Linked DNA regions of Zea mays: region 1 is linked to region 2. A link is a contact called in public Hi-C data. All regions are on one chromosome and are shown on one strand. Each heading gives the region's core, a stretch centred on a gene start, on an enhancer-like site or on the middle of the called end of the contact. The rest is flanking DNA. Distances are from core to core; before and after follow the strand shown. Region 1 has its middle 39 kb from the start of LOC109944808. Region 2 holds the start of LOC103650272.

The links. Hi-C and Micro-C count contacts between places; a contact is called where the count stands out from the background.
Region 1: a Hi-C map of leaf shows a contact between it and region 2, with 5 times the contacts expected there. The contact joins the enhancer-like site here to the promoter of LOC103650272 in region 2. A contact is called at or near these places in 5 of 25 Hi-C or Micro-C datasets (ear, leaf, seedling and 1 more).

Annotation. Positions count from the first base shown.
Region 1 is chr3:111,468,605-111,475,098 of Zm-B73-REFERENCE-NAM-5.0, forward strand. It overlaps the pseudogene LOC109945070. Among protein-coding and RNA genes, the nearest start is that of LOC109944808, 39 kb to the right of the region's middle. Within about 2 kb of position 3,572, at least 13 of the 20 cell types and tissues checked have an H3K27ac peak or open chromatin away from gene starts, as enhancers often do. A contact at or near this core is called in ear, leaf, seedling and 1 more, where this site is marked.
Region 2 is chr3:111,596,821-111,603,550 of Zm-B73-REFERENCE-NAM-5.0, forward strand. It overlaps LOC103650272, which reads left to right and starts at 4,143. Exons shown (of 4, transcript XM_008675882.3): 1 at 4,143-4,984; 2 at 6,314-6,463; 3 at 6,584-6,730. The coding sequence starts at 4,565.

The DNA.
Region 1 (6,494 bases), core at 2,322-4,821, 130 kb before region 2:
AATGTAAGGAAAAATCAAGTGTTATTGCTTACCAACACAAAATGGACACCTGTAGATAGCAACTTTTGCATTTTTAGCTGCTATAGCGTGGGATCTGTTATAGGATGAGCTCATGTTTTCAATCAGATATGTAAGCGGGTGCTCGGTTTCGCACAGAAGGAAAGAAAGAGGAGGGGTACACGTACCTAGCATATCGAGGTGGCCGCTAGCCCTAAACCCCTGCCGATCCATGGAGGCCGCCGCGCCCGACGGGGCCGGCAAGGCATCCCCGGCCCCCGAGGAGCTCGACTAGCCGCCCAAGCTCCGCCTCCTCGCGCCGCCGCCAGCTGTGGGGACGGACGATCCGCAATTCCTCAGCTCGATCATCGGGGACGCGGCCGCCCCTCCCTCGCCCCCGCCGATGCCGCCGCTCATGTAGAAGCGGAAGGGGGGATGTCGCCCAAGAGGAAAGACGGTGCGGGCGCGGTGGTACCGGCCCGGCCCGCAAGGCGGAGGGAGGACGAGGAGGAGGTCGTCTGCTTCATCTGTTTTGACGGGGGCAACCTCGTCGTCTACGATCAGAGGTGGGTGCCCCGTGCCGCGCTCTCTCCTCCCTATCTGTTGACTGCTGCACCACGTCGAGGAGGGTGGGTGGGTTCTCCGAGGCTCTCTGCCCGCTCCCCCGCACGCGTTGCCTCCGCAATTGCGCACTGGATTTTCTCTCTCTTTTTGTCGCGGGATTGACGGATTCGAGATTGACCCCACCTACTCGGTTGGGGGCGGGGATCACGGACAGGGAGGACGGGGGCGGGAGGCGGGGGAGGAGGATGACAGTCAGGTTTGCCGGCGAGAATCACGGTCAGTGGCGGAGCAAGGGAAGGGGGTCATGGAGGCAGGAGCGTGCGCAGAGGAGGGCAGAGCGTGCACTGTGTGGAATTGTGGATGCCCACATTGGGCTCTTATAGAGTAGTAAAGATATCAATGTTTAGACGACACTTTAAATAGTTACCTTGAAAAATGTTGGGACATAATCCGTTCTTTTGACGAATTTGATATCCGACATATATCCAGAGCTGAGAATTGCAGAGCTAATAGACTGGCACAAGATGCATCAGGTCATCAGATAAAGCGAGGGAGATTTCATAACTCTGAAATTCTGATAACCGATGTTACACCAAGTTCCTAGGTCGCGAACCGTTCAGGCTATATAGCTTGACCATCCTTGGTGAGTTTGGACCATCCGGGCAAGGAGTCCGGACCGTCCGACGATACTAGAGATGTTTCCCTAATTAATTCGGTTGGCAATATAGCCGATGCAAGCGATTGGTGGACGCCTATAATTAATTACCTACGTAATCCCAGTGTTAGGGCAGACAGGAATGTTTGGCATACAACTTTCAAGTATATTTTAATTGATAATGAACTTTATCATCGAACTCTTGGTGATGTCTTGCTTAAGTGTTGGGCCCTGATAATGCTACATTAGCTATGGCCGAAGTACATGAAGGGATTTGTGGTACTCATCAATCGGCTCCAAAGATGAAGTGATTATTGAGGAGATCTGGCCTCTATTGGCTTGACATGATAGCTTAATATTCTTAAGTTCTACAAAGGGTGTCAAGTATGTCAGAAGTTTGGCAATCTGCAATTAGTTCCTGTAGCCGAACTACACCCCATTATCAAACCATGGCCCTTTAGAGGATGGGGTTTGGACTTTGCAGGGAAAATTCACCCTTCATCATCAAAAGGACATCTGTTTGTGTTGGTTGCCACATATTATTTCACCAAATGAACTGAAGTCGTTGCTCTGAAAAACATGACACACAGGGAAGTCATTAAGTTTAAAACGGAGCATATTATTCATAGATTCAGCATTCCCCAAACTTTAACCACAGATCAGGGGACTTCTTTTATGTGAAGAGAGGTACGTGAGTTTGCCAAATCATACAAGATCAAATTGCTCAATTCATCCCCATATTATGCTCAGGCCAATGGACATGTCGAGTCTAACAATAGGACATTGATTGGCCTTATTAAGAAAAAGATATCTGATCATCCTAGGAATTGGCATAAGGTTTTGTTTGAGGCTCTATGGGCTCATAGGATATATAAGAACCGTGCTACTAAAGTTTCCCCTTTTGAGCTTGTTTATGGACATGAAGTTATTTCGATCGTCGAGATCAGCTTAAATGCTATCAGGTTCGCCAGGCAGAATGATCTTTCTATCGGTGACTACTTTGATCTTATATTTGATGATAATATTGATGAGGTGACTGACAAGAGATTGATGGCTCTAAGCGAGATTTAGAAGGACAAAATCATAGTTGCCAAAGCCTACAAGAAGAAGGTTAAGGCTAGATCGTTCCAGGTTGGAGACCTAGTATGGAAGACCATCTTGTTGCTAAGAAGCAAAGATCGGAAGTTCGGTAAATGGTCCCCAAGCTAGGAAGGACCTTACAAAATCACACAGGTAATATCTGGCAATGCCTATATGTTACAGACTCTAAAAGGTGAGGACCTAACCAAAGCACTAAACAACCGTGTCTTGAAGCAATATAATCCGAGTGTATGACAAGATGCTTACAAAAACGATGATGTCACATTGAGTTGATTCCAGCCTGCACCATTGATTTTGATTCGCTCAGCTTTCCCAAAAGGCAGGGGCATGTGTTGAGCACCACTTGTGGCAATGGGCATGATCGGACTGTCCAGCTCTAAGGTCGGATAGTCAGGGTCGCGGACGGTCTGCTCGTGGGCGCGGACGGTCCATGATTAGACCAGAACAGGCGTGATTAACCCCCTTTTCCGCGCGAGTTTATCCATCTAAATCTGCGGGTTTTGTTGGGAAATGTCTAGGAACGGGTCCAGACCTTCCCCTATACATGTATGACTGATTGTAAACATTATCAATTGAACCAATCAATCTATTTAATGTTCTTCTACTTTTTGTGCCCTATGAGTAGCAGTAACTTAGCCTTCTCATCCACGATCTCACCTCTCTTCGGCTCTATGTCGTCTGAAGGTGACTTGGCTAGCCTGCCGATCCCAAGACAAACCATATGATCTCGCCTTTCTAACGGAGTCCCTCCCGGGGGGTCAGATTCAGGTGCTATTGGCGAACGCCGCCGCCTCAGTGTATACGCGGACCGTCCGGCCACCAGGAGCAGACCGTTCGGCTTCGGCGCAGAGAAAAACCCGCTCCCGTCCCGCAGGCCGCGGACTATCCGGCCCTAGGTCGTGGACCGTCTGCGCTGCCGTAGAGAGCACCACCACCGATACACTTCGTAGTGATTGACGTCTAAATCGAATAAATCGACGCCAACACAAAGTTACTCATCTCTTGGTACCAAGAAAAAATAGAGGCTAAAAACTAAAGATCCATTCTCTATTAGTGGCGGTTAGCTTCTTTGACTTGTGCACGAGATGAGATGACGAACCCATGCATCAACGTTAAGCTTGCGGTTGCAATTGCAAGTGTGGGTGGGTGGGTGGGCGTGGCTGTCGATCATGCATCCGGCCAGCACAGCCCAGCCCAACGCGAGCGAGCGAGAGCGAGCAGTAGTGGTCGTCGCCGTCATCATGGATCAGGCGAATCGATAATAATGTGGGATAGCTATAGCTGCAGGGACGTCTTGTCTGTTGTCGTCCCTGCACTTTGCGTCTTGTCTCCTCCTCCAATTCAACTCCTACTCCCGATCCATCGCATGCTCGTGCATGCATGCATGAGCCACCTTCTCTTTTTAATTTGTGGTGTCTGTGTGTGTGCCTGCTCCCACTGCAGCCCCCGGCCGGACAAAGAAATCGACGACCCAGCATTATTTGCGCGACACATGTTGGCCGGCCATACAAAATACGCGCGGTCGGTGACGAGAGATATATAGTATATGAGCAAGTACATGCATGGGCAGACCAGCACAAATCGAGTGTGCGAGCCACCCATACATATGTGGGTCTCTGTCTGTCGATGAACTGACGAATGGGGTGGGCATGCAAGAGCTAGCGAGCTCGCTCTCAGAATGGCCATATGGAATATTGAGGGGTGCACCATCATTGCTGACACTGTCCTCCAGCTTCTGATGGAAACTCATGTAATCCCTCCGCTCCTAAAGACTTACAAATATCATCAGCCCCTCGATGAATTATAGTCAACTTCAAATTTAACAAAACATAAATTAATATTGTACTAGCATTCATGATATATAGTAAGTAGCATCAGATCAATTAATGTATATATTTATAATAATTTTAAGTGTAATTATTTTTCTACTTCTAGGAAGTAACTAGACGTGTGTCTTCTATATATCTTTAGATTTATATGGCCCAATGAAGTGTACGTAGACGGAGTATACGATCATACTCGAGTGTAGTATGTATACCAAATATATCAGTGTATACATAGAGTATATTGTTATACTTATTTTACATGATAATTGTTGGGGATGCCTTCTTCTACCGAAGGTTCTCAAAACGCTAATTCGATAATTGTTTTGTACCTTGTTCTATATGATGTAGGGCTAATGCCGAAGGTAAGCTTCGGCCAAAATTACCGACATACATGAACCATAAGGAAGAAGCTTCCGTAAGTCACTATGTGCGCATACTTGATGAAGATACTTGATAAAGCTGAATAAAACCACAAGAAGCTTTTGAAGCTTAGTCAACATGATGTGAGAAGGAAAGGACAACTTTGCCCTCGGTGTGTATGATAGTTTAAATGTATATATTATATGGTATGATTGTAAATTCGCTAAAGATGTACTCCACGCCTATAAATAGGTGAATAGTGCCATGCATTAGGGGAGGAGAATTTTCTCTTTCTCGATCAGAACCAGACGCATTGCTCTTCATACGAAGTTGTGCCTAGCTTACGTGGATGCACCAGACGTGTTCGATGGGTGCATTGGACAAATGACTATATTTGGTTCAGGGACTATATATACCCCCTCCTTAGTCGATCATTTGAGATGTGTGAGAAATGAAAATATATCAAGAGAGTTAAGGCTCTTCTCTATTAGATTTAGACACCAAAGTGCTTAAAAATCACTCGGTGGCTAGAGTAGGTGCCTTGGTAAGTGCTTAGATTAGTTATACCATAGCTTATACATCTGCTCTAGGTTTAGGCCTGTTATTTAGTAAGGTTCACATACCACATACCATTTGATGCTTGAACACATCATTTGTTATATTCAGATAGATTTGTAGTCTTGCGAGATTGCACCAACCATATTTGTAGTGTGATCACCATCATGTACCAAAAGGGACAAGGTTCATATCGATTTGGCTAGAAGCTTGATGGTGAAGATGGCGGGGAGCAGTATGAGAGAAACCATCTTAGAGGCCCACTTACGTGTGAGGAAGCCTCAAGGGCTATCCATAGAGTTACTGTAACACGCCATCCACTCCCGGACCGGCGGTACTTACTCCTGGCAGTCCTCTAGGATCATATATTGTCCCCATAGACCAACACGGATCTTTTGTGCGCACTTTATTCTCACTTATGCACACCCGAGAAAACTTCCCGGTCGGTCACCCATCCCAAATTGCTCCAAGCCAAGCACACTTAACTTGAAGGTTCTTTCGAGATAGGCTTCCAAAAAATAAGATGCACCTTGTTGATATGAGTACTCTATTAATTCTATTAAGCCTTGGGCTAGGATATCACCATCCCATGGGCTAGGATATCACAGTTACTCGGTCAAGAGTTTGGCTCTTGCAATGGCGTCTTTATGAGAGGCTGCAACAAAAACTAGAGGAAAGTGAAAGTTCAATCAAGGCCTCATGAGGGTTTTGGTGTTGATGCCCACCGAATTAGAGAACTAATAAGAGTTATTGAGATGATAAGCAGGGAATTGAAAAGGAAGGATGTTATACAGTTTAAAATACCCCCCCAATCATTAAAGATGGCTTTACCGACTCAATGAGTTTAGATTCTTTTATGTTTTATACCTTAAGTTCAGAAAAGGCATACTATGAAGGGAAACTCAAGGACAATTGGTCAAATATTTACCAGATGCTTAAAATCCACAATTGACATCCTCATACCTAGCCAAATCAACCACCAAAAATCCATCTACTATCTCTTGATTTGGCCAGAGCAACAGTGTCGCCCATAACATAGTCGTTGTCATCCGGAGTATAAATACCCATTTGTTCGACCATAACAGCTAGTTTTTTCTTCTTCCTCACATCAGACTATTATAGAACAGAAAACTGCTCAGCCCTCTCTCCTCTATTATTTCCTCTCAAGCTCCCAAGAAAATCTTTGATTCCCACCATCAAAACTTGAAAGAAAAGGCAACAAACTTCACTTGGAGAGTGGCAGATTTGGTTCACATTTGGCCGACATTTCTAGGGTTTGTTACCCTTGGAGCTTGCTCATAGCCGGCTCAGTGTCGCCCTTGTGTTTGCCAAGTTTTGTGGCAACCCTAGGAGGTTTGTAATCATCAATCATTGCTAAAGAAATCACCCCCACATCAAGAGTCGGCTCTCTTGATTAGGGCGAGGCTAAGCCGTTT
Region 2 (6,730 bases), core at 2,893-5,392:
GAATAATAACGGAGGAAGACAGTAAAAGGTCGTTTTTACCGGATCGCTTAGAGTTCAGAAACAGTGACTCGGCAGACTTATTTTCAAGGCATTCCTTATCAAAATCAAAAAGGCCATAAGCTGGACCTAGGATCTTTGGGCCAGTTATTTCAAAATCAACCCAAAGATCAGGGGCTTGTGGGGGACAGATATCCCCCGGGTCCACCGGAAGGGTAAAAGACCTTGCAAAAGGCCCGTGGGCCCAATAATTCACAAGGTCGTTCCTTCGTGGACCTGGGGAGGAACGTCTAATGAAGCAGATCGACGCAAACCCAGACGGCTCGACGAGTTTGAGTCACGACCGCAACGGAGACCTGACCTTCCCGCGCAGGGGCCTTATACATCGAAATAGAGCGGGGATAGGTCAGCTATATTATAGGAAGATAGACTTAGCCAGTTCACTATTACTTAGGCACACGTTGTTATCATATCCGCATGTAACGCCCCCCGGTCGAGTATATAAGGCCTAGGGGGCACCCCCTCAAAAGCATCTGACCACTTAGCCATCCACCCGGTTCTCTACGTTTTCGACACTAGAGAGCCTCCTTGTAACCTACCACACAAAGTACTCACGCCAGGACGTAGGGTGTTACGCATCTCAAAGCGGCCCGAACCTGTACAAAATTGTCCACTGCCTCTCGTGCATTAGCACGAACCATCAAGCTACAGTCGGTAACACCGTCCTACTCCAAAAAGCACCTCGAGGGGCAACCCCGGGTGCGCGGTCAGACCCGAAACACCGACACAAACCCTCTCCAAGTCTAGAATTCATCTCAACCATTTAGTGACTTGAGAGAGAGTGTGTTCGTGTTCTTTTGCGCTCTTGTTTCTTGGATTGCCTTTCTTCCTTTCTCATTCTTGTTCTCAAGTGACTTGTAATCAAAGCAAGAGACACCTAAGTGTGTGGTGGTCCTTGCGAAGTCTTAGTGACCTGATTGATTAAGGAGAAGGCTCACTCGGTCTAAGTGACCGTTTGAGAGAGGGAAAGGGTTGAAATAGACCCGGTCTTAATGACCTCCTCAACGGGGACTAGGTTCTTTGGAACCGAACCTCGGTAAAACAAATCATCGTGTTCACTCGCTTTGATTATTGTTTGATTTGTTTTCCCCTCTCTTCGGACTTGAATTTATTTCTAACGCTAACCCCGGCTTGTAGTGTGTGTTTAAAGTTATAAATTTCAGGTTTCGCCTATTCACCCCCTCTCTAGGCGACTTTCACGTTGCATCACGGGTGTTATTATTAACTTTGATCTCTTATATATTTGGGTTGGTATCTACTTATACTTAGTAATTGCTAATAAAATTTTGACCAACTCTAAAAGCAATGCTCAACTTTAATCATCTCCTTTGGTAAGCCTTGCACTTCACATGAGCTCCCACCTTTGGTGAGTTCATGCACATTATTCCCCGCAACTGGTTGAGCGATGAACGCATGTGAGCTCACCCTTGCTGTACTCACACCCCCCACCAGGTCAAGGACAGGTACCACAGGAGGAGGTGCGTGAAGGAAGTCGTGATGAGTTCGTGAGTGGTCTAGGCCATCGTCTCCCAGTCAACTTTGGTTGCTGGATTATTGTCTTCGTATGATGTAATTATTTAACTATTTTGTACAGAACTCTGTTATATATTAATGATGTGACATTCGTTTCTGTACCATGAGTCATCATATGTGTGATACTTGATCCTAGCACACATGTGAATCGCGCCCGGGTTTGGCCCCCTAAATCCGGATGTGACAATGCAAGGTGTGGGGTAAACAAAACTAGGGCAACCTATTAGGTCCCATCAAATTACCCTGAGCATGTCACAGTGATTATAGAAAATATTATTAGGTAAAGAAGAGTGGCAAGGGCACAACTTGCCATTAGCGAGCTCCTGCTCAGAATCTTCAACCTGCGGTGCTCCGTGTTCCTCGGTTACTTGCTCGTCTACTCGCAACATACAAACAAACATTATATAGGCAACATTAATCATTACACCAAACATGAGAAAAAAAATAATGTCTACACGTTGTAATGAAACCATAGGTTCGAGAACCACTAAATTCAGAGTTACAATTAAAAAGATATGTTTTTCGAAGCTTTAGGTGATTAAATAGTGGTAATATATATCCTATGCTAATTAATATAATTCATGTGAGCAGATACATATACAACATTTTTTGTTTGAGGAATCACATTTCTCAATTTCTTGTTTGGTTATAGAATGGAATGAGTTGATCTATCACCATTTCATTCCTAATAATACGAGGAATGAGTTTATTCTACTAAATTTGTGAAATGAACTCATGATGTAGCACCTCATCTAGAATGGGTTGATTCTTCAAACCAAATATCCCTATAGACTATTCATTTGAGACTAGCCAAACACACCTTAAGGCATGTTTGTTTGGAAGCAAGGGGAATGAAGGGATTGGAGAGGCTAATGTCCCTTGCTATTCAATTTTGCATAGTATGGAGATTTTATCCCCTCCAATCCCCTCTATTCCCCTTCTATCAGACAAGCCCTAAGCGGATTTTGTCAGATTCTACATCTTAACCCTATATAAATTCACCAATTTTAACTTTGCAAAACACACCCAACTAAATTACCCCACACCCATAGTCTTCCCTAAATCCAACAAATGATTTGTGCTTGGACATAACACACTCTCAAAAACAACGATTCAGATTGCTGGATAACTCTTCTCTCTTACTCTAATTCAATGATCAATGTTATTTAGATTATTTTTACTCCCTCACCCCTCACAGTAACCTCACTGCTCTCCCCTTTCCCTCACTCACGTCGTCGCTGGCCCCTCCTCCTCCCCTCCTAGAAAACGTAGCTAGCACATACGCCGCTGGTCCCTCCTCCCCTCCTAGAAAACGTAGCTAGCACATACGAGTATACTTAGTATCTATACTACTCTATTAAGAACCAAATATGGGCACCTGGTCTCACGCCCAGCGCCCGCGCAACGCTCTATCAGCTACTACGCCTACCAACCATCTAACCCCGCCCGCGCAGCCAGCTACTGCGTCTACCCAGCACCCGACCCCGCCCGCGCAGCTACCACACGAGCGAGCACTCGAATCCACGTCCCTTCTCTAGAAATTTAGGGCTAACCATCAAAATCACACATACATTAGTGTTTAGAAATAAACAATATTATATTTAAATATCTATTTATATGATATATAAAACCGTATTAAAACACCGCCACCAACTGGCTAGTATATTTATTAGATATTCAAAGCAATCTGATGGATCATTTATGATTTTTAATGTCTTTTCGTAACATCCAAATTGCACCGGATAAAGTGAAAATGGAGGTCCGAGTGTTCCACCCCACTCACCGTCAAATCATGGTAATGTCAAGAATACTATTGTGTTCCATGGTTTTTCTTTTATCCATGAGCGTTAAGGCGCGTGTAATAATGCATGCTAGTATATCCCTGCAAACAATACCCAATACCCAAGAATAAAGTGACATCAGCAAAATGCTTTCGATCTTATTCCAAGATGTGTTACCTTTTCATTACCTGAACCGGTCATAGCCTACCCAACCCAACCAATCCAAATGATGTCATGTATACTAACCCAACCAATCCAAATGATGTCATGTATGTATGACTTGTACACACATCCTCCAATAATGATCCAAGGAACGTGAATTATACAACAAGATTAAAAGTAGACAAAACACCCACAAGATTAACGGAATTAACTACAAAAATAGTAGGGGACATATCGTGTATAATCATGAATATTGATGTAACTGTATAATTATATCACAAGGATCAAGTTGATAAAACATTTAAAAAATAAAAAAAACGTGCAGAGGGAGTTGGGAACCTTGTTTTTAAAAGAATATCTTTTTTTTTTAAAAAAAAGATACACTTATCTCTATCTTTATATCTTGATATAGTTGTACGGTTGCACAAGATATAGATTGAAACCGATTCCAGATAAAACCTAAAAAAGTCAAAATAAATAAAGTATAATAAACGAAAAGCAAAAAGCGAGATTGACACGACAGCAGGGGCGAGGCCGGCCAGTGGGCCCACATCTGCGATATCTCCCAACCCCAGAAAATTACAAAAGAAACAAAATTAATTAATGAACTGGTAAAACCTTTTCCTCGCTATTTATTTCCTCTCTCCCTCACTCTCCCTCCTCGTCGCTCGTTCCGTTCCGCGCGTGCATTTTTCTCCTCGTATATTCCCGTCCCAATCTCCAACTGCTTCCTCAAATCCCGCCCCGCCCCGCCCCGACATAAATCCGGGCCCCTAATCCCGATCCCGCCGCCAAAATCCAATCCTGCGCCGTCCTCTCCTCTCAATTCGTGTGTCGCTGGGCCGGTTCGGGCGCGGGGATCGAGTCTCCCGTGGTGCTCTTGCAGCCGAGCTGGGATTCTCGGGGGCAATTGGGTTGGAGTTTGGATTTCCGCTCGGAGGTTGGTGGTGGTGTGGTCGCCGGGAGCCTTTGACTTTTTTTTTTGCCGGAGTACGGAGGAGCAGGGGGCCTGTTTGACCTCCGGTGCGGTGATGGTGGCGCGGATGATGCGGTGGCCTCGGCCGCCGCCGGCGCGGAATATCCGCGTCCGCCTGGTGGTGCGGCGGGCGGAGGGCCTGCCCCCGCCTCCTGCGCCCCTCTCGCCTGACGGGTCCCCCGGCCCCGAGGCCGAGGCGAAGGCGTTTGTGGAGGTGAGCTGGAAGGGCCCGAAGATGTCGCCGCTCTCCTCGCTGCGGCGCGCGCAGCGGCCTCCCAGGAACCAGACGCGGAAGGAGGCGCTGCCGGCCGTCGCCGCGGCCGCTCTCGAGGATGGCGCCGCCGCCGCCCCTGCTCTAGCGGTGTCGGCGGTGGCCTGGGACGAGGAGTTCGAGAGGGATGCGGCGCTCACGGCGACGTCGCACCGTGAGCCCGCTGCGTTCCACCCCTGGGACGTCACCTTCTCCGTTGTCAGCGTGAGCATCTCTTCCTTCTCCCGCCTTCGTCTCGCCTGAGCTGGATCAAATCTATTGTGCGTTTGTTCGTGTGTGCGACAAAACGAAACTTTTTTTTTTGCATGTGATCCCTCGATGGATTAAATGTTTGGATTGGCTGTTAACACTGGATTAATTCTGCCATCTGTATTATAGTAATTCCTTTTTGGATTTTTTAAGCATTTGATATCCATCATATTGATGGCGAAAGCTTTGACTTTTTGCTTGGAAAGGGTCATGCCTCATTGATTATTTGTTGGTACCATAGTAGAAAGTGATGAATTATTGAAATTCCAATATGTCTTATCTTTACTGGGGAAAATACTTAGAAGGCATCAAAATGATGCTTTAATAGAGGAAGGCATCTGGGTTGAATTATTCTTTGTACATAGATATATTCTGTGCTATAAAGCCTATCACTTTAGATCCTTAGCAAAATCGTTCATGTTATCCACATCCACATGTATATGTTGACAGTTGCCTTGGTGTTAACTCTGTTTTCTGCTTCATTGGTTGTTTCTTAGGATGAATAGCCTGGCCTCGTTTTATTTCTTTCCGTGTTGAGGTCAATTCATGTTATTTTTTTTATGATTTCCTGATAGGATTAGTTTAATTTGGGTAGCTTAATAAGAAAAAGGTGAAAGACTTTTTCTAGGTAAATTATGTTGGTTTCACAACCTTTCTTATTGGATAAGAAACAGTCTAGCTGTCAAACGCTTAAATTGACAAGTAATTCACCTGCCTTGACTAGGTCATGTTCCGTGTTATCATTTTGTAAATAGAGATGGTAGATCAGGAAGTGCGCATAGTTTAACCTCTTGTTGCGCTGGAAACTCAGGAGGAATTGGCTGTTATGAATTGTTTCGGGTTGTTGTCCTTGTCTTGCATTGTTGCCGTGGGCCCCAGACAAGCACAAAAACGCTAACTTGTTTATGGTTACAAGGATACTGTTTTATGTTTTGACTTGTTTGCACTTGGTAGAACTGCCATTTTGATGTACCATTTCCTTGGGCAAGTTGAATCAGCCATTTGCTTTGAGTGCATCGTATGAATCAATCACACAAAAGAGTCAGAGAAGCTAAAACTGAGGTCATCAATGCCCTCTAGTGGTCTCTTATACGCGGTGACATATATATATATATATATATATATATATATATATATATATATATATATATTAGGAAGTCGACTGGTTTCACTGTCCTTAAACATGCAGAATTAGTAAAGGATGCAATCTTTTCTTTGTTGTTAAGCCGGGAATAACTTCTGCAGTTTATTTCAGCCTCCTTGACATTTTTTCTGTTGCTCCAGGAATCAAATAAAATATCAAAGAGCAAACTTGTTTTGGGGACCGCTTCACTGAACCTAGCAGATTATGCATCTGCTGCTGAAGAGGAAATCGAGATAATCCTACCATTGTCTGTGCCTAGTAGTGCAACAGACCTGGTCCCATCACTCCATGTATGCCTCTTGTCAAATATATGGCTTCATGTATTGGGCTACCAAGATTTATTTTGGTTTCTGATTCTTGTCAGATAGTTGAACATTCCGTGTGACATTTAGCGTTATCTTTCTTTCCAGCTTACTTTAAGCCTGGCGGAAGTAAGAACATCTCAACAATCACCTGGCGCTTCACAACGTTCTGTTATTGCCCCATTGTCACCTTCCTCTGGTGACTCTCTTGCTTCTGGAAAAGATGAGGTTTCTGTCATTAAGGTGGGTCTGAGA